Linked DNA regions of Mus musculus: regions 2, 3, 4, 5, 6 and 7 are each linked to region 1. The links are chromatin contacts, called in public HiCAR-type, HiChIP or PLAC-seq and capture Hi-C maps. All regions are on one chromosome and are shown on one strand. The core of a region is the stretch at or near the end of the contact, and the rest is flanking DNA. Distances in the headings are between cores, read along the strand shown. Region 1 holds the start of Lrrc15 (leucine rich repeat containing 15). Region 2 has its middle 41 kb from the start of Gm46567. Region 3 has its middle 6.1 kb from the start of Gm52263. Region 4 has its middle 23 kb from the start of Gm52263. Region 5 holds the start of Lsg1 (large 60S subunit nuclear export GTPase 1). Region 6 holds the start of 4632428C04Rik (RIKEN cDNA 4632428C04 gene). Region 7 holds the start of Tmem44 (transmembrane protein 44).

Evidence for each region. HiCAR-type assays count read pairs that join an accessible place to other places. HiChIP or PLAC-seq counts read pairs in DNA pulled down with a chosen protein or histone mark. Capture Hi-C pulls out chosen DNA fragments and counts their contacts.
Region 2: a HiCAR-type map of embryonic stem cells shows a contact between it and region 1, with 2.9 times the contacts expected there. The contact joins the enhancer-like site here to the promoter of Lrrc15 in region 1. A contact is called at or near these places in 4 of 39 promoter capture datasets (cranial neural crest, liver, pre-B cells and 1 more) and 2 of 115 datasets of contacts at active chromatin or transcription factors (both in embryonic stem cells).
Region 3: a contact with region 1 is called in a FOXA1 HiChIP or PLAC-seq map of pancreatic cancer cells. The contact joins the enhancer-like site here to the promoter of Lrrc15 in region 1. A contact is called at or near these places in 4 of 39 promoter capture datasets (hematopoietic stem and progenitor cells, hippocampal neurons, liver and 1 more), 1 of 115 datasets of contacts at active chromatin or transcription factors (pancreatic cancer cells) and 2 of 9 other capture datasets (adipose tissue and liver).
Region 4: a FOXA1 HiChIP or PLAC-seq map of pancreatic cancer cells shows a contact between it and region 1. The contact joins the enhancer-like site here to the promoter of Lrrc15 in region 1. A contact is called at or near these places in 4 of 39 promoter capture datasets (embryonic stem cells, hematopoietic stem and progenitor cells, hippocampal neurons and 1 more), 2 of 115 datasets of contacts at active chromatin or transcription factors (embryonic stem cells and pancreatic cancer cells) and 1 of 9 other capture datasets (embryonic stem cells).
Region 5: an HNF4G HiChIP or PLAC-seq map of pancreatic cancer cells shows a contact between it and region 1. The contact joins the promoter of Lsg1 here to the promoter of Lrrc15 in region 1. A contact is called at or near these places in 2 of 115 datasets of contacts at active chromatin or transcription factors (large pre-B cells and pancreatic cancer cells).
Region 6: a contact with region 1 is called in a capture Hi-C map of macrophages, with 2.9 times the contacts expected there. The contact joins the promoter of 4632428C04Rik here to the promoter of Lrrc15 in region 1. A contact is called at or near these places in 4 of 39 promoter capture datasets (hematopoietic stem and progenitor cells, hippocampal neurons and liver), 1 of 115 datasets of contacts at active chromatin or transcription factors (pancreatic cancer cells) and 1 of 9 other capture datasets (macrophages).
Region 7: a contact with region 1 is called in a FOXA1 HiChIP or PLAC-seq map of pancreatic cancer cells. The contact joins the promoter of Tmem44 here to the promoter of Lrrc15 in region 1. A contact is called at or near these places in 6 of 39 promoter capture datasets (the 3T3-L1 cell line, 3T3-L1-derived adipocytes, the HPC-7 cell line and 2 more), 1 of 15 datasets of contacts at CTCF or cohesin (the NIH/3T3 cell line), 1 of 484 Hi-C or Micro-C datasets (embryonic stem cells) and 6 of 115 datasets of contacts at active chromatin or transcription factors (embryonic stem cells, extraembryonic endoderm stem cells, pancreatic cancer cells and 1 more).

Annotation. Positions count from the first base shown.
Region 1 is chr16:30,281,097-30,285,004 of GRCm38.p6, forward strand. Lrrc15 (leucine rich repeat containing 15) reads right to left here and starts at 2,158. Exons shown (of 2, transcript NM_028973.2): 1 at 2,072-2,158.
Region 2 is chr16:29,770,257-29,774,164 of GRCm38.p6, forward strand. No RefSeq gene overlaps it. Among named protein-coding and RNA genes, the nearest start is that of Gm46567, 41 kb to the right of the region's middle. Within about 2 kb of position 1,640, at least 58 of the 459 cell types and tissues checked have an H3K27ac peak or open chromatin away from gene starts, as enhancers often do. A contact at or near this core is called in embryonic stem cells and stem cell-derived epiblast-like cells, where this site is marked.
Region 3 is chr16:29,880,633-29,884,540 of GRCm38.p6, forward strand. No RefSeq gene overlaps it. Among named protein-coding and RNA genes, the nearest start is that of Gm52263, 6.1 kb to the right of the region's middle. Within about 2 kb of position 2,144, at least 133 of the 459 cell types and tissues checked have an H3K27ac peak or open chromatin away from gene starts, as enhancers often do. A contact at or near this core is called in pancreatic cancer cells, where this site is marked.
Region 4 is chr16:29,909,377-29,913,284 of GRCm38.p6, forward strand. No RefSeq gene overlaps it. Among named protein-coding and RNA genes, the nearest start is that of Gm52263, 23 kb to the left of the region's middle. Within about 2 kb of position 2,000, at least 67 of the 459 cell types and tissues checked have an H3K27ac peak or open chromatin away from gene starts, as enhancers often do. A contact at or near this core is called in pancreatic cancer cells, where this site is marked.
Region 5 is chr16:30,585,607-30,589,514 of GRCm38.p6, forward strand. It overlaps Lsg1 (large 60S subunit nuclear export GTPase 1), which reads right to left and starts at 1,983. Exons shown (of 14, transcript NM_178069.5): 1 at 1,832-1,983; 2 at 1-74. The coding sequence starts at 1,930.
Region 6 is chr16:30,007,053-30,010,960 of GRCm38.p6, forward strand. 4632428C04Rik (RIKEN cDNA 4632428C04 gene) reads left to right here and starts at 1,615. Exons shown (of 3, transcript NR_033631.1): 1 at 1,615-1,678.
Region 7 is chr16:30,548,431-30,552,338 of GRCm38.p6, forward strand. Tmem44 (transmembrane protein 44) reads right to left here and starts at 2,148. Exons shown (of 11, transcript NM_001384248.1): 1 at 1,933-2,148. The coding sequence starts at 2,069.

The DNA of each region.
Region 1 (3,908 bases), core at 908-3,407:
TCCCAAGCCTGGGGCAAGCCTAGCCCGGCTTCCTGCAGAGGCCAGAGCAGGGCTGTAATTTGCTTCCAAGAGCTATAAGAGTTGTAACTGCCCAGCACAACAGCAGGAGTTGTGTCTGAAGTGGGGACTTTCATAAGAAGCCAGAGTCTCTTTTGAAACTCAGTCTACAGAGACCACTTCTCAGTGGAGCACCTTAGGTCTGAGAGGGAAATGGTATGGTCTCTGTTTAGCCCCGTGCTCCACAGCCGAGGCAGGCACTGGAACCTGCAGCTTCAGGGGTTCTTCTGAAGTCTGGAGGCAGGGAGGCAAATTGTCATCTGTAATCACAGCCTTGGCGTGTTCGCTGGCAGGACAAGCCCTGGGCAGTGCGTCTCCCATCTCTCTCTCTCATCTCTGCACATCTGGATCTACTTCCACTTCAGGCTTCACATCCTCCATTGACAGAGCTAATCTGGGTAGTGTCCCCAAGCCCCGGGAGGAACCTTCCTATACTTGCTGTGGGGTCTTCTCAGAGCTCTTCCTGGCCACGACCCTCTCAACATGCCTTCCCTGTCACAGTTGTTGCTGAGCCCAGCAGCTGACTCATGACCACAGGCAAATTGAACTGTCTGGTCCTGAATCTACTCCAGATGTTCAGGCGATGCAGAAAAAGAGACCTGCTTAAGGAATTTCCAAGTCACAGAGCAGGGACACCCACACATCCGAGAGCTGCCTGCAATGGGTAGTGCCAGCTAGAAATCCCTGGCAGGCAATGCTCAGCACCTTGAGTTCTTGTGTTATCTCAGCAGTCACGGTCTGCCCTAGGGTAGTGCATTTGGCCCTAAAGGTAGAGCCGCTCAGGTTGGAGGGTCCCGAAGGCTCTCCTTTTCCACAGCTCACTCCTCTTCATTTTGGGCAGAGACACAGATAAGGGGTGAGATTAAAACCCACCCAGTTTGTGCGTGGTAGTATATGCCTTTAATCCTAGCACTTGGGAAGTAGGGTAAGAGGATCTCTGTGAGTTTGGGGCCAGCCTGGTCTACATAGTGGGACCCTGTCTTAAAACCAAACAAAACAAACTCACCTAGTCAGCTGTGGTTATAGCTAAGTAGTAGACTGCTTGTTTAGCATGCTTGAGATCCTGAGTTTGATCCTCAGCACCAAAATACATACAAATAAACATACATACATACATACATACATACATACATACATACATACATACCGACACCTGATTTTTTTTCTTGGTTTTTCGAGACAGGGTTTCTCTGTATAGCCCTGGCTGTCCTGGAACTCACTTTGTAGACCAGGCTGGCCTTGAACTCAGAAATCTGCCTGCCTCTGCCTCCTAAATGCTGGGATTAAAGGCGTGCGCCACCACGACCAGCGAGACACCTGATTCTTATCACAAACCTACCTCCAGCATCTCCCTCCCAAAGGCATCAGCCCTGGACCCTGTGACACATCTAGATGATCAGAATGGGATCATCTAAGCTACACACAGAGTTAGAACCTGGACACTTAAAACTTCAACTGGGTTCCAAATTGGCACTCCTGACTAGAGACTGCATATCCGCCTGAGTCCAGCAGTATAAATGTAACACTGTAAATCTACCACAAGTAGAGGGCCGATTTCTCCCAGGCAGAAACCTTGTGAGTTCACCATCCTGGACAGATCTATATGCAGAGTCCCCTTTAAGTGGCTACCTCTGTAGGCTCAATGGAAATGATACAGGTTCCAACAGCCAGAACCTTAGAGAAACTCCTGCCCTTGTGGATCTGGTCTCCCGGAGTAGGTAAACCGGGTGCTTCAGTTAACTTTCAACCAATTTCCTGCAGGTCAAAAGCTCTCCCCGCTGCACTCCAGGCTCACTTCACAGACCATAAAGTCAAGGAAAGCGAAACAGGGCATCAAGATTCACAGCTAGACACTAGGACCGGCTCACCCAGCTCCTGCGCGGGCTGGACCAGTCCAGGTCCTCAGAGCATCCCAGGCACGCGCCAGCCCTGCTCCTTGTAGAGTCTCGGGATCCTATCGTCAACCGGGATGTGGGGCGCGGCCGGGATGGGGGGTGGGCGGGCACCCACTTACCAGCAGCTCCACGAGGCTGCCGGGTCAATAAGAAGGAGGCGGCGAGGAGAGGAGGCGGAGGACCGGACCGGCTCAAGACTGCAGCATGAGTGAGGGCCTTCTGGGTCCTCCCTGTCATTTAAACAGCCCCTCGTGAGTCACCGCACGGGGCAGTGTCGGCCTGCGGGGCGGGGCAACCTCTGGGAGCATCATCAGGGAATTGTGTTCAAGTTGAAGGGGCGTTCATCGACTGCACTTGAAAATAAGTTTCTTCTTTGCCTCTCCTTCCCCATCTCCTTCGGACTCGCTGTGTCCAGTGTGACACTGGAAAGGGGTTTTCTGCCACCGCAGTAGGACTGAGTAACTGGGACCCAGCTCTTGCCTTAGGCACCAGTTCAGGTTGTGATTGAAGTCGGGCTTTCTGTGACCTTTTAGTCCACTCTCTGCTTCCTTCTCCATCCCCCTTCCTTTTCTCCCCCAGCCCCGAATTCTAAAATTTGTATATAGAAATAACTCCAATTTTAGAGAAAATATGCAAGAACATTATAAGGCACACTCGAATGTGTCATCCAATTCAGCCACTGCTAATATTTTGGAAAAGGCATTTAAGTTCTTAGGAAAAATATAGTTCCCTCCACCATATCTCTTTTAAAAGTAGCATTTCATGTCCCTCCGAGGTTATCTTCTGTACCTATGCTGCTGCTCCTGGGTGCGTGCAGGATATGTTCCTGGGCTGTGAAGGTGGTGACTGAGAACGAGGGCTTGTCTGCCTTTCACCTCTGTACCACAGCATGCCCTGATTCCCTACCTTCCCACGGTCCCTACCCCAGTAGGAAACCAGGAGACCATGCTGGTTCTATTCAAAGTGTCCCAGAGAGAGCCGGAGGAAGAGGGTAGAGGAGTCACGGCTGGGGAGGGGGCCGTCAGACCTCTGCTTAACAAAGCATTTAAAGGTTGTAGCTGCCTTGGCTCCGTTTACCTTCTCCGCCTAGTGGCCAGAACAATGCCTGCACCCACCGGGCAGCTCCTGGAATGCGAGAGCCTTAATTAATGTTTGCAGGGCGCTTTGAGATCTGCGATGAAAGGAGAGACATAAAAGTGCAGTGTTATTACTGAGACAGTCACTTGGTGGCTTACCGTGGTCAAGCCCTGCTGCCTGAATCATGCCTTGCCGGTGTCACCATGAATCACAGCCAGAAACAAAAGTGCTCTGGCTATTAACCGAGGAGAGCGCTGCCGCCACACCCCAGTCCCAGCTCCCCCACCTTAGCATCCTATCCCACTACGATTCCACAGAAGAGCATCTTCCTTCTTGCTGTCAACCTTTGGAGCCTCCGCATCTTTTGTTTGTTTGTTTTTTGTTTTTGTTTTTGTTTTTGTTTTTTTGAGACAGGGTTTCTCTGTGTAGCCCTGGCTGTCCTGACCAGGCTGGCTTCAAACTCAGAAATCCACCTACCTCTGCCTTCCAAGTGCTGGGATTAAAGGCGTGTGCCACCACTGCCGGCGGCGTGGTCTCCTGGTTTCCTACTGGGGTAGGGACCGTGGGAAGGTAGGAATCAGGCATGCTCAGGTTGTGGTACAGAGGTGAAAGGTAGACAAGCCCTCGTTCTCAGCCTCTACATTTTGAACCCAGGGCCATCAACTTCCCACCCATGGACCTCCAAAAATAAGACTATTTCCCTTGTCCTGTATTCTTCCTTCATTTCCTACACACAGTTACTGCGCTAGGCTGTCGTTACTGTGCTGGGAAGTCAACACTGGGAACATTTAAGGATGGCCATTCACAGAGCACAGCTGTAAGATGGGTGTCCTGAAGGACCTGTACCACAGTTCCGTATTGCTTTCTCTACATCTTACC
Region 2 (3,908 bases), core at 390-2,889, 510 kb before region 1:
ATCTGCAGACGTAGTGCTGAGCCCTAGCAGACAGTGCTACCTCGTGCCTTCTTACTGCTGGTTCTTGACTGAGCTCTCCCTCCACCTGCAATGCCAGCCCTGTTCTCTCTCTGGCCTGTCTTGCAGCCATGCAACCAGGTAATCGCCACATTGGGAAGGCTGAGACAAAAGGGTTACAAGTTCAAGGACAACCCTAGCTGTGGGGCCATGATGGGCAGCTTATTTTGGTTGAATGAGGCTTGCTCCTGTGACCCAGTAAAAAACTCTACAAGGGATGGAAAATCGAGTCACGTTCCACAGAGCCCCCACTACCCGCCGAGCTGGGGTCAGTGGCTTCCCACAGCCAGATACCCACTCGGGGCTGCGTGGAAAGCGTGCGGCAGTCTTTTGGCATCCACCTGCCCAGAGCACCGGAACTCTGGCGGGACATGGGTTTTCTCCCACTCCCCCTTTATTCCCCCATGCTCCCTGCCCCACACTCAGCAACACAGTCAGGACCTGGTTTAAAACCAAACAAACAACAAACCAAAGTGTGATCCAATAGTATTCTTCTGATGGGATTTTCAGGGATTCTTCTCTAAGGCCATCCCCTGCACTGAGGCAGCCCCACCTCCTGTAGTCTCATAACACGGGGGCATCCATGAACCTACGTGCATGTTCTTATGGATGTCTTCGGCCGCTGCCTCCCTCTCAGTTCTCCAATGCTAAGTTCTTCATCTCAGAATTGAAATTCCTACCTGTGGCTGGAGCGGCTGCCAACAACATAAGCCACTTCCTTCTGAAGCTGCTATTTCCCAAAGGAGCATATTGTTGTGTTCTATAAAAAAGGAAAAGCCGGAGATATGTTTGGTGGAGGTGCAGTATGGCGTGGGGGAAGGGGGTGCCTCTGCGGGCCCATGCTGAGGCATCCCTTCCCTCTGAGGGACCAGCTGTAAGGTATAGTACAGTATTGTATAGAATAGAATTTATTTAGGGCATTGGGGAGGGGAGTTGAGAGAGAGAGAGAGAGAGAGAGAGAGAGAGAGTAGAGGAGTAGAGGCCAGCCATGAGCAAGTGGAGAGGGGGGAGGGGAATGAAGGGGGAGAGAAGGGATTAGGGGGAAGAGGGGAAGAGAGCAAGAGAAGAGAGTAAGTGAGGAGGGGGCAAGTATCCCCTTTTATAGTGAGTCAGGCATACCTGGCTGTTGCCAGGTAACTGCGGGGCACAGCCTAGAAGGAATGCCAACACTTAGAGGAGAGAAGACAGGCAAGTGCAGATGAGATGAATAAACCTCTCTGCTGGAACCAACCAGTTCCTGGGGGCAACTCTACAGAGCTGCGCTTGCCGCCCTCACTATACTGATAAGGCCTCAGTGTTCCCTCAGAGGATGGCATGGGGACCAAGGGAGCTGAGGGCTCTGCCCAGCTCTCTGGAGCTCAGGCCCAGGGAAGACACTAAAACACTCCCCTTCCTGCTCCGGAGGGGTTGGTGGCCCCTGAGGTCAGAGGAGGCCCCTTCCACCTCAGGCCTGCAGAAGGTCTGTTTCCACAGCTTCCCACTCATACCAGAGACCCCGGGAGGAGTCTGTTGTTACCCTGGTCGCCCGTGGTGCAGGCCCTCCCCATTCACAGCTAGGCCTGTTTGAATAGGAAGCCAGGTGTGGGTGTTAGCAGCTCATTAAATTACAACAGCAGGAGGAGAGAATCCAGGACTCTGGGCCGAGTGCAGTCTGGAGGCTCAGCCCCAGCTCCCATGCTGGCTCCTCTCCACAGCCAATTTGTCTGGTGGCTTCCTGTCTCCATCTTAATTTCTTCCAGTGACAGGAACTCACCACCTCGAGCTCCTCCTGACCTACCTTTTGGACTTCTCTGACAAGAGGAAACACTAAACATTTTTTTAAATTCAGATTTTATCTATATATTTTTTAACATTTTAAAAAATATTATTCTACTAGTTGTACAAAATAATAAAAGTGTGAACTTTGAAAGGCCACCGGCCTCCAGGCTCCTCCCCACACCACACAGTCCACATTTAAGAGTCAGAGTCACAGGGAGCAAACCCAGGTCCTCGCCATGACAGTCCCTCAGGTATGCACCATCAGCTCTCCGGGCCCCCCACCCCCAAGCCTTTTCTTCCCCAGGTCAAAGGGCCTCAGCTCCTAGTCTTCTTCCCGGAGTCATGGTTGCCGGTTCCCTCAGCAACCGCCCCGTGGTTGCCATGTCTGTCCTCTGCAAACTGTTCCCAGCCCCGGGGATTGAGACTTGGAGATTTGCAATGCCCTCCAGAGGGTAGGACTCACACTGAATCTACTTGCTAGGGTTTTGCCTTGACAAATAGACCCTGGCTTCCAGCTCACTCAGCTGCAGTCTCAGCAGAAAGGACCAGTTTTTTTTTTCCAAGCACACGCCTTAGGGATGTTGGATGCCGAGGCCATGTCCGTGACAGGAAGCAGAAGGAAGAAGGAAGGTTATGCCCTCTGAGAGGATCTTTAAAGGCCCCAGCTATCACTGTCCCCAGCGCCATGCTACCGATAGCAGAAGTTCAGTGGGAGGAACCCACCAGCGAAGGCGTCTTGCAGCATCTGCAATGGGCTCTCTGCTGCCCTTTACAAACCGAGCTTCCCCTTTTCTCATCGAGTCCGGCACAGGAGTCACAGCCTGACCTCATCTCTGTCTTCACACGTGGCTCAGATAAAGTGTTTAAATCAGTTTGGAGACCTCACTCTTCGATTTAGGATTCCCATGTGTATGAAGGACATGTTCAAGCCTAAACGTTGGCATCTGCCTTCCTGAATGTGGATTCTTTTCCTGGAGACCTGTGGCTCCCATGATGCAGATAGCTGCCTACGGCTCTGTTCCGGACTCGTCTCTTTAAGGTGATCTGCCCAGAGGAGGAGCAATTGAAGGAGGCCTCACAAACCCTGGAGACAGGAGTATGTGACAGGCTGTCCCTGTCTACAAGCCAAGCTTCCCAGACTGCCATCTGTCCTACTTTGGTTTTCTTCCACTGTGATAAAAACAGTGACCAAAAGCAACTTGTGGGGGCAGGGGCGGGTTTATTTCAACTTTTGGCTTTAGTCTATTAAGAAGGGAAGTCAGGCCAGGAACTCAAGGTGGGCACCAGGAGGCAGGAGCTGATGCAGAGGCCATGGAGGAGCGCTGCTAACTGACTTGCTCTCTGCAGCTTGCTGTACCTGCTTTCTTATAGAACGAGGACTGCCAGCTCCGGTACAGCAGTGCCCACGGTAGGCTAAGCCTTCCCACATCCATCTAATTGAGAAAATGCACTCCAAACTCTCCCGCAGGCCAGTATGATGGAGGCATTTCCCCAATACATTCTTCCAGATAAAGTCTAGCTTGTGTCAAATTGACAAAATACACACACACACACACACACACACACACACACACACACACATATATATATATATATGCACATATATATATATATATATATATATATATATATATATATATATATGAACCAAGACTGTACTGTCACTTACCCAGGTGACCTTTGGCCTGTCTGTCTAGAACCCAGGTCCCAGTTGACAATTAACCCTGAGGCTTTTGAAGCAGTCTCCAGAAATTTGACTTGGACCTTTGGGTTCCCAGAAGCATAGTGGAAACTCATTGCCAAGGTTTCAGAATCAAAAGTACCCTTTTGTGCATTTACTTATCAGCCTTAACCTTTGTTGCAGAGTGACAGTTCATGTCAGCCTGGAGAACAAAACGTCACGTGTTAGAGAAGTTGGTTCTGGAAATGTTTTTTTTCTTCCTCCCTCCCTCCATCTTCCGTCCGTCCATCCCTCCTCTTCATCCTCTCCTTTTATTGAAGTCACTGGGGACCATGAGGAAAGTTGCCTGAGCTCCGGGGTGGGGGTGGGGGTGGGGGGTGTCTCAGGAGCCTATTCCAAATATGGGACAAAG
Region 3 (3,908 bases), core at 894-3,393, 400 kb before region 1:
GCCAGAGCCACCCATGGAATATGTTTTTTCGTTTGTTTGTTTTTATTTTATTTTGTGTTGGCCAGTGTACCTCTGAACTCTGGAAAATTGGCTCTAGAAAATAAGCCAGGACCTTCATAGACATGAAGAGACAATGTAGTTGGGTTAGAAGAGGGCAACCTGCCCACTGACCGGTAGACTGAAGAGCTCAGAGCTGGAAGTCAAAAAGGTCCTAGCAGAGACCTGAGTAACTCGGCAAAGTTATCTGAGCCTCAGTTGCCTCCTCTATAAAATGGGATGAATTCTTTCACTGTTGTCAGACCAAAGACACTAATTGACAGTCTAGCAGTCTACAGCTGCCACACTTCCTACCATAAGCAGCCCCTCCCCCGTGCCTTGAAGAAGGTTTTCTCAGCAGCCCCTGATTCCAGGTGGGCATGGAAAACAACCACCCGAGAAAAGCCGACCTGCCCAATATGCTCAACCTTGACTTTACAGAAACCACAGGAGCTGTACTTGAAATGTGCCCAGAGGAGACAGTGCTGTGGTACCGGCTGTGAAGACCGGAACATCAGGCTCAGAGACAAGTATGTTCGGATGATTTACAGAGCATGAAGAATGTTAAGCAGGTATCAGCAGTTGCAAAGGGACAGTTGATGACAGCACATGGCACGTACCTTGTTTCTGTCTTCAGTTAAGGAGCACCAGGCTCAAGCCAGGGGCCCTCAGGCTGATTCTGCCCTTTCCTGGCTCTGGGTCTCTGTCTGTCTGTCCATCACAAGATGAAGGGACAAGTGGATTTTGAATGACTCCTACCCCCCTTCCTATCCCCAACTCCTGACAGGCTGAACTGTTCCAGAAATCAGTTTAGTCTTCTCCAGTCTGTTCATGCAGGGAGCCTGACTTCAGAAATGTCATTGATGAAGTGAGTCTGGGGAGTGGCCCGAGAACTGAATTTCTAAACGTTACGCCTTGGCCAGATGCTTTAATCTGCCTACAGGCAGGCAAAAGTGGCATTGGTAGGATGCCAGGGTAATGACTGAGTCGGGTCAGCTTTCTGCTTCCTCTGCCCACGGGAAGGCTTTGCAAAGGGGCCCGGATCAGAGCCACATGGGAAAGGTCTCAGAGGGTGAGAATCCCAAGCAAGACGACCATTCCCAGGCACAGCGCAGGGCACACTGTACTTGTTGGAATGTAGAGTAGGCTCCTGCCACCGATAGTTCCCAGAGCGTAGAGTGGTTTAAATTCCACAGAAGGGTTGGCGAGATGGCTCGGTGGTTAAGAGCACTGGCTGCTCTTCCAGAGGACAGGGGATTCAATTCCCAGCAACCACATTGCAGCGGACAACTGTTAACTCCAGGTCCAGGTGACCCAACCTCTCACGCTGACATACATGTAGGTAAAACACCAATGCACATAAAATAAAAAATAAATTTAAAAAATTCCAGTTTTTTTTTTTTTTAATGTGTACATACAGGAAGGGTGGGACTGTCTCAACTCCTTGTGTGACAATTTTCAGCTGGCTGGACCCTGCTGCTTTTAACTTTGGGCTGCAAGTTGTTGGATCTCCTCCTATGCACACCTTTTTTTTTTCTGCTGTCACCTGGTGACATCTAACTTGAAGAAGGCCTAGACAGTCTAGTTGTATGTCCAGGAAACCAAAGCCATTGTGTATGCTAGGGAACTGCTGGATACTTCCGCTACAGTGTGATTCATCATTCCCCCAAACACTGTTTCTGGACACCTCTGAAGGAGACGCCACCAGTAGCCCCCCACGCAGAGCACACAAGGAAGAAAAGGAGTTGCTGTTATCTGGGAGTGGCCTCTGAGGTTCTTTTTTTTTTTCCTGGAAGCCAGCTTCACTCTAAAGAAGTAACAAAGAAACCAGAACCCCACTGTGAAAAGGGGCCTCCACCTCTCCCACTGTGGCTTGCAAGGAAGCAGACATGAAGGTTAGGAGTGACTGACTCCCACAGACAAGTCTCAGGCCTCCCAGTGTGAAGTGTGGAAAGCCCCTGGCTTGCCCTAGCATTGCCCACAAGCATGGGTGCCTCCTCCAGCCCCATCTCAGATCTTCTCTCTGGCAGGCACCGATGCACAGACTCTTCACACTGCCTGACACCTCGGCTCTGTGCCCGACCTGTGGGCCACTTTAGGCTGGCGCTGCTGGTAGGGAGCTTGAGCCTGGCCCAGCCCAGTGGCTTTGAAGGGATTTCATCACCCCGACTGTGACTTGGCCAAGCGCCTGGGAGACTGTGGAGCATCGTGGCCCCAGGCTATCTGCTTTCACTGGGAGAGGCCCTCCTCTCTGAATAGAAGAAAACCTGGATGAGGCTGGGTTCCCCATCCCTGCAACCTAAGAACTACCCCCAGGACCGAGCCATCTACCTTCACCCTACTTTCCCAAGAGACAGAGACAAGATGAAGGGCCAGAAAATTAACACGGGGACAACTTGTTAATGATTTTATTGCAGGTTAAATAAAATGTCACAAATAAAACTACAGGAGACCTTTTTTAACCTTACCGGCTGTAAATACTCATTAACTCAATTACTATCAGCAATTAAGGCCAGTTTGGGAACAGTGGCCTGAGACAAAAAAGACATTATCATCCTGGGAAATGAATCCAGAATAAAGGGAATTTATTCCACCTTGGCTAATGAGCAGCTGTATAGGGATGGAAATGAAGGCCTTTGCCTCGGAATTGCTTTTGACCGTTGGGGGGTTGGGGGGGGTAGAGAAAAGGTTCGGCTCTACGTAAAGCTCTTGGAAGGACATTAGGGACATTGTTACAATGCAAATGAGGAAGGCCGTTGTGTTTGGGTGGTTTATGGGTTTAGTAAAAGGAGTAACATTTCAATTAGTGGGGAAGGAATGAGAACCTGCCTCAAAGAGGCTTAATTGGCGACTTGGCATTCCCAGGGGACTTTGAAGTAGCACCCGAGCAGGCAGTTTTCAGAAATGGGTGGAGAATAGAATACAGCAACTTAGGTCCCAGGCTGGGGATGCTGGAGGCAGATGGAGATGCTGTGAAGGTACCATCCACAGCACTAAGCAGATGCCAGCCACATGCAAGTGCCAGCTTTAGCTCTTGGGGCTCCCGGATGGTGTCCCCCATGCCACCTCACCCAGCTCCCCTGACGTCTCCAGGAAACCATCTGGCTTCAAGGGCTGTAACCCTAACCTCACCACTATGGAATTCCTTTTTTTTTCCCCCCTCCTCAAGAATCCCTTTTGCTTTGAATTGAATTCCTGACTGCACAGGGTTATGGGGGAGGGTGTACTATGGCAAATGAAGTGTAGTGGTGTGTGTGTGTGTGTGTGTGTGCGCACATGTGTGCATCTCTGTGTGGGTATGTTTGTGTGTGTGATCACACAGATACAAGTAGGTTCAAAGTCGGCAGGATCTGAAGACTGAGAATTCAGTGCAAATTCCTCTCCTTTAAATAGGTGGTACTGAGGGCTCTTTTCAACCTGAGAGACTACAAAGGTACCTGACCCGTGAGATGCCTTGATGGTTTCTCTCTCGCTGTGGCATCCATCTCCATGAGCTTGTCTATGTGGCTTGTCTATACGGCTCACATAGCCAGCCATCTTGACTAAGCTAAGGCTTTCTTTTCTTTTTTCTGTCTTCCTTCCTTCCTTCCTTCCTTCCTTCCTTCCTTCCTTCCTTCCTTCCCTCCTTCCTTCCTTTGTTCCTGTCTTTTGTATGTGTTGTTGTTTCTTTGTTTGCTTTTCGAACAGGGTCTCTCTGTAGCTCTGGCTGTTTTGGAATCTGGCCTCTAACTCAAAGGTCCAGCTGCCTCTGCCTCCTGAGTGCTGGGATTAAAGGCACGCAGCACCCTATCTAGTGAGGTTGGATTTCTTGCTCGAGCCCCTCATAGATGATGCCAAACCTTTCCTCCACTCCTGAGGAACTATGTTATGTT
Region 4 (3,908 bases), core at 750-3,249, 370 kb before region 1:
CCTCCTGCAGCTTTTAAATGACGAACGAGGGCTGGGTTTGGGGGGTGGTTAGGTTTTTTTTTTTTTTAATTAAAGATATTTCTCACTATTTGCTCTTGACAAGTAAAAAAGGAAAGCATTTCTCCTATAAAGGAGACCTCAAAGGAGTCTGAAAAGACAAGCATCTACATTTTGGTTTTCAAACAGCTATGTTTGGTCTACTACAGAAAAAAAAAAAAAAAAGCCAAGCAGTGGCTTTAATCTGCCACTTGGGAGGCAGAAGCAGATGGATCTCTAAGTTTGAGGCCAGCTTGGTCTGCAGAGTGAGTTTTCGAAGAACAGAAACCCTGGAGGGAGGGAGGGAGGGAGGGAGGGGGGGAGGGGGGGAGGGGGGAGGGAGGGAGGGGGAGGGGGGGAGGGGGAGAGAGAGAGAGAGAGAGAGAGAGAGAGAGAGAGAGAGAACAAAAATATTACTTTGAATTTTTTTTGTCTAATTTCTTTTCCTCAGTAACTCATCACCAGCTCATATCCTCCACACTTGGCTATTCCCTCTCATTATCCCATCACCTGAGTAAGGACAGCTTCCTGACAAGTTTTAGCCCAGGTCCCTGCAGAGCACCTCCCAGCAAGAAAGTGACTGTTCCAGAAGGAGACTGAAAGCTGAGAAAGAATGACAGCAAAGACTCAACAACCAACCAGCCAGAGCAGAGCCCAAGTTCTCACGCCCAGGGGCTCAGAAATGCTGCCACTGCAGGAGATGTTTGGAAGGGTCACAGACACGGTGGCCCTTCCTGGGGGACAGGGACTGGTGTTCTCTTCACGCCTTTGCAGAAAGTCTGTCAAGAAGGTGAAGCAGTTACTAGACTGAGCGAGTGTGATGGAGAAAGAATTCAGGGCCCAGTGGCAAACATCAGGCTTTGCCAGAGATCAAGTGGTGAGTCACCGGGTAACATCAGACTGAGTTATGGGCAGAAAGAAATCTAACAATGCTCTTTGGTTTCAAAATGCCAAGCAGCTGGACTCTGGGTCCTATCATTTATGCCCCAAATCAGGGCACTTTTGAGAGAAAAAGGGGTGGATGTCAATTATAATTATATTGGGGGAGCCCATATGAGCAGGGACTGTCCCAGATTAATGTGTTCATGGCTGCCCCTACTTACAGTCTCCCCTCCAAAGCCAAGGAATCAAACGGTAGCAGCCCTCAGAATCTCCTCCAGACAAAGCTCAGCTGACTTCTTGCCTGCAAAGAGGCAATCACAGTGACAAAGGGTGGGCTCTGGGGGAATTCACATAATTGAATAGAATCAGGAACTGGGCAAGCTGCTCTTAGAGCTCTTAGCATGTCTCGTAGACTTGTTAAATGTTATGAAATTGAAGGTGGTGAGATGCATTTGCAGAATCTACATTTAAATTTAAGAATAGAAAGAATGAGAGGGGAGGGAGGAGAGAGGGGGTGGAGAACAAGACGGAGTAATAAAGTTAGTCACACAAAAGCAGGGACTTCTACTTGGGGTAAGGAAAGAGACCAGCAAGGGAGAGAAAGGAGAAGTGGGGAGGGAAATGGAGAGATAGATAAAAACCAAAAGTATAATGGCATGTATGTGTCACCATGTCATGAAGTGCATTATTTGATGTGATAACTAAAAATTAATTTTTAAAAAGATGTTGAAAAGTCTATTGGGCTGTTTCTCATCAGTAAACATCAGTTCTTCCCAAAGCATTTAACCCCATGAGATCTTTGTCCAGCAGACCCATCTAAACCTTTGGAGGCAAAGTCCAGAGTGAAGGGCTGGGCATGCAGGCCTTAGTGTCCCACAGGTAGAAGCCTGCAAGGCACGTGAGGCTTCAGTCATTGTTCAGGAGGAAGGAGCAGATGTTCATTTCGGTGAGGTAATGGAGCAACCTGCCAAAGCACAGCCAGAAGACTTGTCGAAACAGGTCTGCAGCCTTTCCCACGCCAGGTGCAGGGAGCCTTTGAGTTCGTGCTAATACACTGGCTGGCTTCCCCAGCCCAACCAATCCATTACTCACGTGAGAAGAATGTTCACTGCATAGGGAGGAAGTGGGAAGCCCGACCACAACTCAACTCACACACAAAGAGATCCTCTGCTTCTCTCAGCAGTGACCTAAGGCATCCAAGCAGCCAGTGCATCTTCAGGATGGTCCCCAGGAGAATTGGGCAGTACAGTCATAGCTAGTCCCTAAACAATTGGGGTTATGTTCTGGTAGAGAGCTGTGGCAAGGAGGATGTCTTAGTTAAATTTCCTGTTGCAGTGACAAAATGCCCTTGACAAACACAACTTAAGGGAGAAAGGGTTTATTTTGTCTCACAGGCCAGGATTTAGTCCATCATGGGAGATAAGCAAGAGCCTGAGGCTCTGCTCACATTGTGTCCACAGTCAGGAAATGAGATTGGTGAGCACTTGTGCTTGGCTTCCTCTTTTTCATACAGTCAAAGATCCCAGCCTAAGGAATGGCACCGCCCACAGTGGACAAGTCTTCCTACCTCAATTAACCTAATCGAGTTAATCCACCACAGGCATGCACAGAAGCCCATCTCCCAGTGATTCTAGATCTGTCCAAGTAGACAGTTGAGATTAACAATCATAGGCATGTTGGGTAACCACGGAGACCAAGAGTCAGACCAGAGGCTACAGGCTGCCACCGGGTGTGTGGTGCAGTCATGTACTCAGTGAGCCTTGGGCATACTGGAGTCCCAACCTGCCTCATGAAATCTTCCCAGGGCATGTCCTTATAACTGAGCAGGGGTGTCCTGAAGACAGTCATGGTGAAGGGTTCAGACTTCTATGACCCCTCATGGGAGTTAAGATGCCCCTCCCTTCCTCCTCCTGCACCTGACTTGTACCCAGCTGTTCCTTGGCATCTAAACGCATTGGTACTCTCCTGTTCCCTTGTTTCTCTAAACCCTTACTTTTGTTCACATCACCCTTGCCTCCTTTGAAAGTGTTAGATGGTTATACCCATCTGAGAGGCCACCTGCTCAGCTGAGAAGGATGTGCCTAACCTGTCTCTACCCATGCTCTCAAGTCAAGCCTTGGCTGAGTGGCTGTGTTACCTTGATTGGCACCAGTGATGCCATGGAATGTCTTCACCCATGAGGAGATTCAGAAAGCCTGAAAGCAGGAAGTTGTCCCGTCAATCTGTTTGTCCTCAGTGTTTGTGCTAATAATGTCTGTCATCTGTCACATAGCCACTGTCCAGCTGTTGTGGAGTCATGGGGTAGCACAGAATTCTGTAGGGTCACTTTCATGATTTGTTTTCCTGAGGCCTCAAAATCTGAAGCTTGAAAAGAAGGGCACCAAGAAAATGTCTTTATGCTAGAGTCTGAAAGACAATAGTCAAAATAGTCAAACTACAGAAATGGACTGAGGACTTTATAATCATAGAAGATGGAGGGGGGAGGAGGAGAAAGAGGAGGGGGGAGGAGGAGAAGAAGAAGAAGAAGAAGAAGAAGAAGAAGAAGAAGAAGAAGAAGAAGGAGGAGGAGGAGGAGGAGGAGGAGGAGGAGGAGGAGGAGGAAGAGGAGGAGGAGGAGGAGGAAGAGGAGGAGGAAGAGGAGGAGGAGGAGGAGAAGGAGGAGGAGGAGGAGAAGGAGGAGAAGGGTGGAGAAGAGTGGAGGAGGAGGAGGAGGAGGAGGAGGAGGAGGAGAAGGAGAAGAAGAAGAAGAAGAAGAAGAAGAAGAAGAAGAAGAAGAAGAAGAAGAAGAAGAAGAAGAAGATGATGATGATGATGATGATGATGATTATGGCTGGAATCTACTACCGTATCCTCTCCTCTCCCCAAAGAACTAAATATATTTGGCTAATCCTGTTGGGCTACATATCTCTCCACAAAGCAGGCAACAGCCTGTTCCATGCAGCTCAAGGATTACAGATTTTAAAAGGAAAGAGAGGAAAGAGGTGAAGATT
Region 5 (3,908 bases), core at 733-3,232, 300 kb after region 1:
GAGCTCTGCTCTGTCACAGACTGAAGATTCAGACGACCCCAGTCATAGCCATCATTGAGTTCACTTGTATGCAGCTGTGAATAAACCCAGAGTGAAGAGTGAGGCAGCTCTCTTGTGGAAGCTCTTCGCATCCACACAGCTCTACCGTTGCTTGTACTGGCCTATGTTCTCAAAGTGGCTGGACTCTTCTAGAATGTACACAGGCAATACCTAATCCTAGCTAAGATGGGGGCACAGCTCAGCAGAACACTTGCCCGTTGCTGTCAACAGTGTCGATATCCAACAACGCAAAAAAACAAGATCAAATATTTAAATGAACAGTTTCTTACCTCAGCAAGGGCACGCCCCCTTTATTGAAGCGAATTTTATTGTGTCCTCATTTTACTATCAAGGAAACTGAGGTTTAAATAGGTAAAATAATTTACCTATTGTTCCAAACTAAGTACTGATGAAGAACTAGAACCCAGACTGTCTTGACTCGGCTGGCCAATTAAAAATATTTCATAGGGATCTATGAGAGAGAATATTTTAAAGCCAAGTGTGGTGGTGCATGCTGTCATCAAAGGAGCAGGAGTCTCAGAGACCACAAGTTTAAGGGCCATCGTGAACTGTGTAGAGATCTGTTTCCCCACTCCCCTTAGTCTCCTCTGCCCCAAATCCCAAGGGCTGGGAGACTGACTTGCCTGGAATGACCATTAAAAAAAGAGCTACCTGCTAATTGATTTCTCATACAACCCTGAGTTTGGACAGGCGGTGGTGGCGCACGCCTTTAATCCCAGCACTTGGGAGGCAGAGTCAGGCGGACTTCTGAGTTCGAGGCCAGCCTGGTCTACAGAGTGAGTTCTAGGACAGCCAGGGCTACACAGAGAAACCCTGTCTTGCAAAAAAAAACAAAACAAAACAAAAAACAAACAAAAAAACCCAAAAAACCAAAACAACCCTGAGTTTGATATATACCATCCCAAGTTATATGCTTACTACAGATACAAACATAGTTTTTTTTTTTTTAAACGAAATTAAGGATTAAAAGCTTAGGATTAACAAATATCAGGATATGAGTTAGAATTTCTTTAGATTAAAATTAAACCTCTCCACTATTTCCCGAAGGCCAGTACATTGAGAGTAGTATCAAAAGTCCAGACTTGAACACTGAGAAAGAAGCATGTGTGTCTTCCTCAGAGTTTGGAAATGGGACGATGTAACGGACACGCACCAGGGACAACTTCAGCACAGGATTTTAGTGAGGACTCGGAATGTCCTCAAATACTCTGCTGGGATTAATTTCTATACTTCATTTACTTTTTAAGGCTACCACGATCTTCCCTAAGCTTCTAGAGACAATGTCAATTTCTTACGATAAACCCCAAGGGGGCAAAACAAGGCAAAGCAGAGATCGCCTCTAACGGAACCATCTCTAGAGGATCGATTCTCTGGGCAACTAAAATCGGAAAGTTTAAAAGATCCAAGCATGGTGGCCACGGCTTGTAAACCCAGAACTCTCCAGGCACAGGCACGAGGAAGGCAGTCCTGAGCCAAACTTGGCTGCATACGGAGACTTTGTTTCAAAATTTTACGATAACAAGTTATCTTCTTTATAGAAATATCCAAGAGCGCCCGTGGCTTCTAGAGCATAACTCAAACACAGTGAAACATTCCAACACGATGGGTTCTTCCCATTTTCATTACACACTAGTCCTGTATCAAGCCTCTCTGCGCCCTGCTGGGGTCTGCTTCCAAACCCTGTTCAGGCGCGACTTCTGGCTCCAACTTTTGTAGCATGGAGGCACTCAGAACAAGACAGAAAGACTATGGAGAGCACAGATTTCCTTACCCAGGAGTCAGTATGACGGTGGCTGCGGCTTCGCTGAGTCTGCTGCCGGATAAGTACTCGGCCCAGGGACCCACCACCCGGCGCTCGTCTCCGACCCATAACCACGCATCAACAGCACAAACCACTGCTCAGCACGCGAGGCTTCCGGTTTCTCCGGCTGTGAACCCGGAAGTGATGTAAGAGCGAGCCTAAGTTGTCCAGTCCGGAAGTGTAACAGCGGGGTATTGAATGACTTGTTTCAGAATGATTTTGGTAGATCCCAAGTTTGACAATATTATAGAGAAGAAATGTAAAATTTTTTTCTCGGTGATTCCTTATGGCTACTCCTACGACTGTTTCCATTTTGATACACTGACCGATTTAAGAGAATGGTACATTCCAGACTTGTACTCCACTGTTTAAAGTCCGGCGGGAAATTGGGACAACTGGAAAATATGTCCGCTCAAGTTCACGGGACTAACTCCATCTTCCCCGCGGCTTCCGTCAGGAAGAGGAGGGGACTCCGGTGAAAGAAGAGTGCTTCTGTGGCTCTAGGTGGCAGAAGGTTCCCGATGCTGGTTTTTCTGCTCAGCAATTAAATCGATTTTTGTTTTCCTAGTATTCACTAGTTGCGGAGCAGGGAGAAAAATTCACACATGGGTGAGAGTTTAGAATGGGCAGTTAAAAAGCATTTTCAGAACTAGAAAGTGAAAGCCGGCGGCGTTGCGCTTCTGCTTTCTGGAGCAGAAAAAAAAAAGTTCACATGTTCCAGTGAGCATTGTATCAACATTTTTTATAATTAAAGTTAAAGCGAAAATAGTGATCTGGCTCCACTAATAGATATTCAATGCCCCAAACCAATCATCGGCTTTCCTCGTAATGTGTATATATAAAAAGTCAATTTAAGCCAGGCGTGGTGACACACACCTTTAATCCTAGCACTTGGGATACTGGATGGCAGATCTCCACAAAGAGAGCTCCAGGACAGTCAGGGCTACACAGTGAGACCCTTTCTAAAAAAGAAAAAAGAAATCAGTTTATAATCGACTGTGTTGAATAACATCCTCATTGGGGAGACCACGGTAACATGCTGCTTAGCCATGGAAGTAGTTTTCACCGGCTATAGATCAAAGACATGCTATGAGTTAGGAGTCTTGTTACACTTCCATTATTATTGAGAGTACTCGGTCATTGTTGCTAACTTGTTTGATTAATCTATGTATAATAAAATATTATAACTAAGTGGCACATAAACATGTATATATACACATATATGTGTATCTATGTATACGCACGCGCACACACACACATGCATGCCCACAATATTTTTACTTGTCAGTTAAAATAATTACGAAAAACATCAGGAAGGCACCTAGTCTGTTAACTTTTCTAACTTTAATGTGTACAGAAATTTCCCAGGAATAACCTTAACAGAATGACTGATTCATAAGTTCTGGGTGCTGTGTGTGTGTGTGTGTGTAACACGTTTCCAGGTAACAAGTAACAAGAGCAGCCCAGCCCGTTCTTTTCTGGTGCCGATGAAGACGCTGCAGTGGACTAGTTAGCAGCCAGCAGAACTGGGACCACACCGCTCACCCATTTCTGACTCTTTGCCCACTTCCTTTTTGTGTGCCATACCTCCACTAGACTCTTGCTTAATTGGAGTGAATTTTGTGGAGCTCCCAAAGGAATGACAAAGTCGGTGGCAGTTGGAAAGTCTTTGGGACGGCAGTGCTCACAAACCAGAGAAGGAATGGACGAGAACATGAATTCTCTGTTTCCCAGCATAGAAGCACGACTGTAAAATCTCTGAACACACTCTCCAGGAGGAAGATAGAGAGAAGATACACAAATAGAATTAGAGACAGCATCTGTTTTTGTTTTTTTTTTTTTATGCAAGAGCAAGAGAAATTTTATTTAATCCAGCATGCAGGGGTCACCCTGCATATAGGGAGAGAGCGACCGCATCTGGCACTGTTAAAGTTAACCCTAACTCAAGGAAATGAAGAGGGTTATGCATTTTAATAATGGCAACACTAATAGAGAGTTTAGAGAAAATGGCCATCTCATTACTAGAGTAACCATTCAACCAGTAACT
Region 6 (3,908 bases), core at 365-2,864, 270 kb before region 1:
AGTTGTGTGACCTCTGGAATTCTGGGAACTTTTCAGAGGGTATGTAAATGCTAGAGCCACAATAGGCAGGGTGGGTGGGGTTTTGGATGCAGTTTTCTCATACTCAGAGAAGAAACAAAAGGAAAGAATTAGATTCAAGGATCTCTGTCTCCCCTTTATCCTTTCCTTCTTATCTAGTGATAGGTAGTGAAAAGGGGGTGGAGGAATAAAGGATGGGAAAAAGAAGAATCCACAAAAAGCGAAGACTATCTACAAACTGCCTATAAGCCAAGGAAGAGGGACTTCAGGGGAATTGAGTCACCTGTGCCTTATTCTTTGACTTCAACATCCAGAACTGGGCGTCAGTCAATGTCTGCCGCCAGTCTATGGTATTTTAGCAATTGTATATGGATTAATGACAGGGATCTCTCACTGACCTTATCATTATGGGAACTTCATAGAGTGCACTTATACAAAGTAAGATGGGTAAGGTGTCACTAGATGACATACTCTTTTGAGAACCACTGCCATGATGCATCCTGTCGTTAACTGGAGTTTCATTATTCAAAGCTTATAGCGCACCAAATACCACCGAATGCATTCTTTTCCCCCTTTTTTTCTTTTCTTCTTCCTCCTCCCTCTCTTCTTCATTAGATTCCCCAATAGAAAGCAGAGGCTGGCCTCAAACTTGTGATCTTCTTGCTTCCTACGTGCTGGGATCATAGGCCTGTGGCACCACACCCTACTCAGATTTATGTTCTGCAGGTGAGGGGAGAGATTTGAGATGGCAAGATTAGCCTGACCGAGGTCACATGTCTGGGCAATGAGGTTCTGAACCTGTGATAAATGGTATTGACAAGTGTTCATGTGGGGGTGCACTCAATCTGCAGAGTGGCTGTCACATGCAGAATTCAGTGTTGTTCATGGGGGGGGGGGGGTACATAGAAGGGTAGCCCGTCTTTGAATAAGAAGTTGCAGGAGAGAGAAAGACTAGTTAGGCAGGCCATGACCGGTACAGAGCGGGGACAGAAATCAAGTGCATGGGGACTTCAGGAGAGGCAGCTGTTGAACTGGATTAGGTTAGCCTGGGAAGAACCACAGAAGTGAGACCTCATCGCCCACTGTGAAGAACAGGCAGGGAGAAAAAACAGAAACAGATCATGCTGGAGGAGAGCTGGGTACAGCAGAGACCCCACCCAGGTCCCGAGCCTCCTACGGGGGTGGCATACACACACACACACACACACACACCTCGACCCCTCAGAAAGCAGCAGAGGCTGATGCTAGGTGAAGACCCTGGATCCCTGGACCCCGAGGTTTGCCCCCACCCCCATCTGATTTCGTCCCAACTGCCCTGGAAGGCAGCGACACCACAAGGAGCCTTGGCTGAAGAGACACTTGGCCACGGAGTGGAGAGCCAGGCTCGGAACAAGGTGCACTGCGCTGTCTCCAGTCTTGCATGGCTGCCACCCAGAATGTGACTTTGCCTACATCTCCCTGCATGGCTAGGCATTGGAAACCTTGTCCCTGGCTGACTTCTGGACCCATGTGACTCTCATCCAATGACTAGAGGGGAGGCTGCCCCCGCGTTGAGGTGCAGGGCTCTTGCCTAGCTCTCCGGGGGAAGGGTCAGGCAGAGTGGAACCTCCTGTTCAGGGCTGGCAAGGTCCAGACTGGAGCTGTCACACAACCCCATGAGGTCAGTCCCCTGCATAGCCCTCAGTTCTCTGGCCCTTTCCCGGAAAGAGGTCACCGCCCAGGAGCTCTCAGAACAGGGGCTCTCTGTGTCTAAGGCCGGCCTGGTGGAGCAGGAGGATGCATAAGGCCAGCGGGGGCAAAAGAAGGGCGTGCTGGGCCACTCGCTGCGGGTGGCGCCGCAGCCCCGGGTCGCCGGCAGGGACCGGCGTGTGGGCGGAGAGGCGGCGCGCGCTCGGAAGTGGCCCCGGGCGGCCTCCCAGGCGGGCGGCTCCTGTTTCCCGGCTCCCGGGCGGGCGGGCGCGGGCCAGCTGCTGGGAGGTGAGCGGAGCAGCGTTTTCCCACAGTCTGGGGCGGTGACACATGGCGCTCACACATTCCACAGCCGGCGGCCGCGCCAGGCCTGGCGGTGAGTCAAGGCAGCGCGGGGAGCTGCCGAGAGCAGGTTCCGACTTTGGCACCCGGCGCGCCGCCTTCCCGCCTTGCCCAGCCCGGCGGGGGCGGAGGGGGGAGGGGGACGCCGGTTAACCCTTGGCTACCTAGGCGTACAGCAGCAGAGGCTCCGATGCTTGTCCATTGAGGGGGGACAGAGGGGTGGGGGATACATCACCACGGCGGATACCTACACACCCTGTGTTCCTTGTGCGTTCTTTGCTTTTTTTAGACCGGGGGGGGGGGGGGGGAGGGGGTATCTGTAATCCAAACTAGTCTGAATTCATTGTGGCTTCAAACTCCTGGTGATGCTCCTAGTTACAAAGCAGAAAACCAGAGAAGTTGCTCGTTAGAGACGGTGCCACTTCTGGCTTTTAGATTCAGACACGAACTGCCAGAAAGACTGGAGGGGTGAGGGGAAGGCTTTTATCGTTACTGTCCCTTCATCTAGAGTCTCGCTTCTGAGTCTGACCACTGTGGCCAGGCCCAGCTCCCGTGTGTTTATTGACTGGATCAAAAGTCTAGGTCGCAGTTCCTTCTGGCAGTCGTTGTACAGATAGAAGCAAACAGCTGGAAGCCTGCGCGGACAAATGCACACCCACATAACCACACACTTTAAAAAAGGCGGGGGACTGTGACTGTGGTGGGTGTTGTCCCCATGGGAAGGCTGAGCACTCCAACCTTGGCTTCCCTTGGGCGTGTGTGAACTCTACATGACTTCTGCAGCTGTTGCTGCGTGCATCCCCACCCCGATCTGCATCTACCTATTCTGAGACCACACAAGCCCGCAGCTTTCATCAGACTTGAAGGTCCCACAGACCAAGGTTCAAAGTTCGCGCTTTTTTTTTTTTTTTTTTTTTGAGTCAGGGTCTTACTAATGTAGCCTAGGTTGACCCTGAAACTTACAGGAGCGTGCCACCACACCCAGCACCTGGTTTATCATTAAAGAGACTTAGGTGAAACCATCTGCCAGAAGTTTGGGACCTGTAAATGTCACCTCGGTGTCTAGATGTAGTTCAGGTTATCCCACACACACAGCCTTTGCTCTCACTACCCCATAGCACTCACTTGTGAGCCCCCCCCCCCCCCCCGCCCCCGGACCTGCCCAATCGCCATTTGCATCTTCCACAGCTCAGATTCTGTAGACCCTGGTAGGACTTTTCGAACTCTTCTTGGTTGGGGAAATAAACCACCCCTGCCCTGTGACTCAGTCAGTTAAGTGCTCAGTTATGCTAGTGTGTCAAAGGACCAACCGAGATGTCCCCTCTGGAGATCCACAGTCAACGGGGTATATGCTAGGTCATTCAGCCAGCATGAAGCACGGCTCCAGAGGAGACACAGCAGACGCTGATGGCGCCAGTGGACACTGAGAGAAGCAGAGGAAGAGGAAGGTTACTCTGAAGTCCCATGATCTCCAGTTGGGGCTCTCAATCAAGCAATTAGAAAGTCTCCTAAGGAGTTAATTCTATCCTAGTGTGATAAAGGATGAATGGACCAGGTAGGGGTCCTGCCTCAGGGCTCTTGGTCTCATTGCCACCATGATTGGTCAGTTTTCACCCATCTGCAATGGTATAGAAGTGCTACCACACAGCCTACTCTGCTCCAGTTTGCCTCATTCCACACAGCTTGATGGTTTCAAGATGTGGCCACATTGCTGCACATTGTCTCAGGAGGTCATTCCTTTTCGTCCCTGAGTGGCATTCCATCCTGGGTCTAGTGCAGATCACTTCTCAGTCCTCTTGCCTTTAAGTCTGGGCCTCGAGAAACAGAGCTCATTCACACAGGGAGCTTTTGGAGATATA
Region 7 (3,908 bases), core at 898-3,397, 270 kb after region 1:
AGATCCGCCTTACCCATCTGTGCAGTGGGTGGCAGCTTCTTCCAGCTGAGCAATTTGAGCATATTCATAAAGCAGGGGAAACCAAACTGAATAACAGCACGGTGCTCCGGGCTCCTCTCCCTAGGTCTCCAAACTGCTGGCTTTTCTCCTACAGCACCTCTCCCTACCTTCATGAACCTGGGTCATACAGTGGGCAGGGTCTCTCTGGCAATATCACCAGTGCTGTCACCACCACACTTGAGTTTCAGTAACCATGCTGGATTTTATAGAGAAATGGGCTGGGAGCGGCTTCGGCTTCATCCGCTCAGGCAGAGTGGTTGGCTCTGATTCCATAGATTAGGTTCTGAGCATCAGTCCCAAGGATCATAATTACAGAAAGAAGGTTGTTACCCAACACCTTAAACATCTCTGTGTCTGCCAGCCCCAAGCCTGAAGCTCAGGGTGTCACCCGTCAGCTATAAATCTAAGCTCTGGGTATTAAAACCAATGCAAGCTCGAGGAGTGAAGACTGGTCGGGTAAGAGATGTGGACCCAAATGAACAACGCTTTACTTCAACCTTTGCATTGGAGAGAGGAGACCCTGCAGCCTGGGGTGATGATGTGAGCCAGCGGCAGGCCTCTAGCTTCACCACTCAGGGCTTTACCCTATGCCCTGTGCTCTCAGGGGCCAGGACTCCCAGACTGACCTTAACCTAGCAACCTGCCCCCCAAGATCCATTCTCTGCAGAAAGACAGGGGGAGAGGGGTTCAGGAGTGATGGGGTACAGAGAGAACAGAGAGGCACATCTAGCCTCAGGCAGGGCAAAAGTCGGCCATTCTAAGCACACTAGTTCACTTCTGTAAGCCATGGTTTCCAGGGGTGAGCATGCCTACCTGTGTTGGCTGCATAGGATGGCTACGGAACAAAGGAGACCATGCATGCAGAGCCCTCTACCTCAGAGAGCTCAATCCCTGATGCCTACCTGAGTCACAGGCAGGATTATTATTCACTCAGGAAGCAGGCTCCTCATCCGATTGATAACAGCACCTGCCTTAGGGACAGGGGCAGGCGAGGAGCAAGAGGACGAAGAAATGTAACTCAGGCCCAGAGTGTCTGTCCTGGACTCCAGTCTCTAGGCAATGGACTGCTGACTCTCTGAACCACTACAGACAGTCTTGAGGGGGTTGTCCACCGAGCGCTAAGGTGAGCCAGTTGCAGGAGTCGGGATAGAGGGATGCTGTACACTCTCCCCCGCCTGGGTATACTTGGGTGGCACCACCCTGGAAACTGTCTCTGGGTTTCTGTGCGTGGGGACAGGGTGGCTGAAGACCTGGAGGCTATGCTCTCACAGAACCCAGGCTACAGGGATTGCCTGGCCAAACCACCGGGAGACAGACAAAAGCAAAAACTGTGGCCAGAGTCAGATAACCACTGCCTCACCTCTTGGCATAAAGAGCTTTGGATAAATTAAAAGTAGAAAACATCGAGGGACTTGCTAGGGTCCCTAAGGGTGGGTGGTAGAGCCAGAGCGGTAATGGTGTTTAATGAGCACGTATTAAGTCCTTTGCCTGCTATGCCTTATTTAATCCTCACATTCATTTTATGAGGCATATCCTCATTCACAGGAGACCCAAAGGCTTACACTTGCTCCCCTCACACCGCCAACAACCAGGAAAAGGCTGACAATAGAAGCTGTTCCAAGCCCGCATCCACTGCACCACCCAGCCTCCTGCTGCCGGCTCGCAGCCCAGCTTCCCCGGTGCGCGGAGTCCAGAAAGGACTCCACTTCAGTCCACATAGCAATGTCAGATCCGAACTCGGACTTGAGCTACCTGCAGGACGCCCCCTGTACGCCCCTTCCCCCTAGGCTTCCTAGAGGAGCCGAGGCGAGTGACGCCCAGTCGCCCCCGCGGGTGGCCCGCCACCCCTCGCGCGGGTCCCGTCCCCATTACAGCGTGTGGGCAGCGATCCAGCAGCAGGCGGCGCAGATCCACAGGCCGAAGGAGATGCAGACGCGGCGGCGGGCGAAGCAGCGCTCCAGGTAGTCCCAGTTCAAGAGCGGGGGCGCGGCGCTAGCCCCCTCCTCCATGGCACGGCCGAGCCTCCGCCGACCCCGGGGAAAGTTCCCGGACCGCGCGGCTCCCCAGCCTCGCCTATTGTGGGGCTCTGCGGGGTGCAGGCTGCCCCCTAGCGGTAGAGCCGCGCGCGGCCGCTGCACAAAGGAGGGCCCCGCCAGCACCCAGTCCCTTTGCGGGTTCGCCCGGTTCCAAAGCCAGACAATACTCTGGCGCGGACCAGCGCTAGTGGGGGGATGGAGGGAACCCCGAGGAGCGTTGTCCCTGGTTGAAAAGATGCAGCACAAAAGTGTGGGGTGGGGGACGGATGGGGTACACATCGCCTCTGCTTCCTCCTTCCCCTCTGCTGAAGCTGTCAAGGGCACGCCTTGCGCCACCCCGGCCAGAAAGGGGTTAAACTTGAAATGTGCCGCTCCCATCCAACCACGGTGCCGCACAATTCAGGTACATGGATGGTTTTTCGCTAAAGGAAACCATTAGAATATTTTCAAATTGTCTTCGATTTCAGTAAGTTTGCTTAGAGCACAGCTTGACGGTGGCTTCACTGTTTATTTACTTTTGAGGCAGGGTTTTGCCACGTGGTCCAGGCTAACCTGGAGTTCACTGTGTAGCCCTGGTGGGCCGCCAACTCAAAGACTCTTCCCGCTTCAGCCTCCCAGGTACTGGGACTGTGCAACAGCCATCCACCTTGATGTCTACTGCAAAGAAAACGCTGTGGTCTAAATGATCACACGCACTCCAATTCCATATATTTAAACTTAGCCACAAAGCCAGGAGTGGTGGTGCACACTTTTAATCCTGGCACTGGGAGGCAGAGGCAAGAGGATCTCTAGGTTCAAGGCCAGCCTGGTCTACAGAGTGAGTTCTAGGACGGCCAAGGCTACACAGAGAAACCCTGGCTACTCGGGGGTGGAGTGGGGTGGGGTGGGGTGGGGAGGGGTAGGGTGGGTGTGTAAGGGAGAAACATAACCACCAACTTGGTAGTATCACGAGGGGCGAAAGTGTTTGCTGCCAAGCCTGAAGACCTGGGTTCAATCTAATCTTCCATCTAATGGAAGAGAGGAAATAACTGACCACACATATTGTCTGAACTCCACACTTGAATGCACACATACAAACACACACAGGCATGCACACACACAGACACACATAGGCACATATGTGCAGCTGTCAGTGCATGACGGTGTAGCCATATCTACTACATCCCCTCTGCCGTCACGGACTGGAATTCACCCTCTGCTCCCTGGAGCTGGGACTTGGAGCAGAGAACTGAACCTATCTTTAAAATGTTCCTACTTGCCTGGCAGTGGTGGCACATGCCTTTAATCCCAGCACTTGGGAGGCAGAGGCAGGCGGATTTCTGAGTTCGAGGCCAGCCTGGTCTACAGAGTGAGTTCCAGGACAGCCAGAGCTACACAGAGAAACCTGTCTTGAAAAACAAAAACAAAAACAAAAAAGTTCCTACTTAAAATCCAGACAATGGCACCTCCCTTTGTCCTCCTGTGACACTAGAAACCCTGAAGTTCAAGCAGTGACACAAACCACCAATGGAAGTTAATCTTATTGTCATCCTAAGGAAGTCGGGCTCTAAGACAGGGAAGAAAACTCAGCTGATGTGATGGGAGGAAGACCATGGCTCAGCTTCTTGTTCCCTCCCTCCCTCCCTCCCTCCCTCCCTCCCTCCCTCCCTCCCTGCCTCCCTCCCTCCTTCCCTCCCTCTTGGGCTGTCTCTCTTTCTCCTATGTGCTCATCTCTCTCTCCCTCCCTCCCCTGCCCCCTCTGTGGGTGTGTCACTATGTGACCCAGGCAAACCTGGAACTCCCTATATAAGTCAAGCTAGCCTTGAGCTCAGA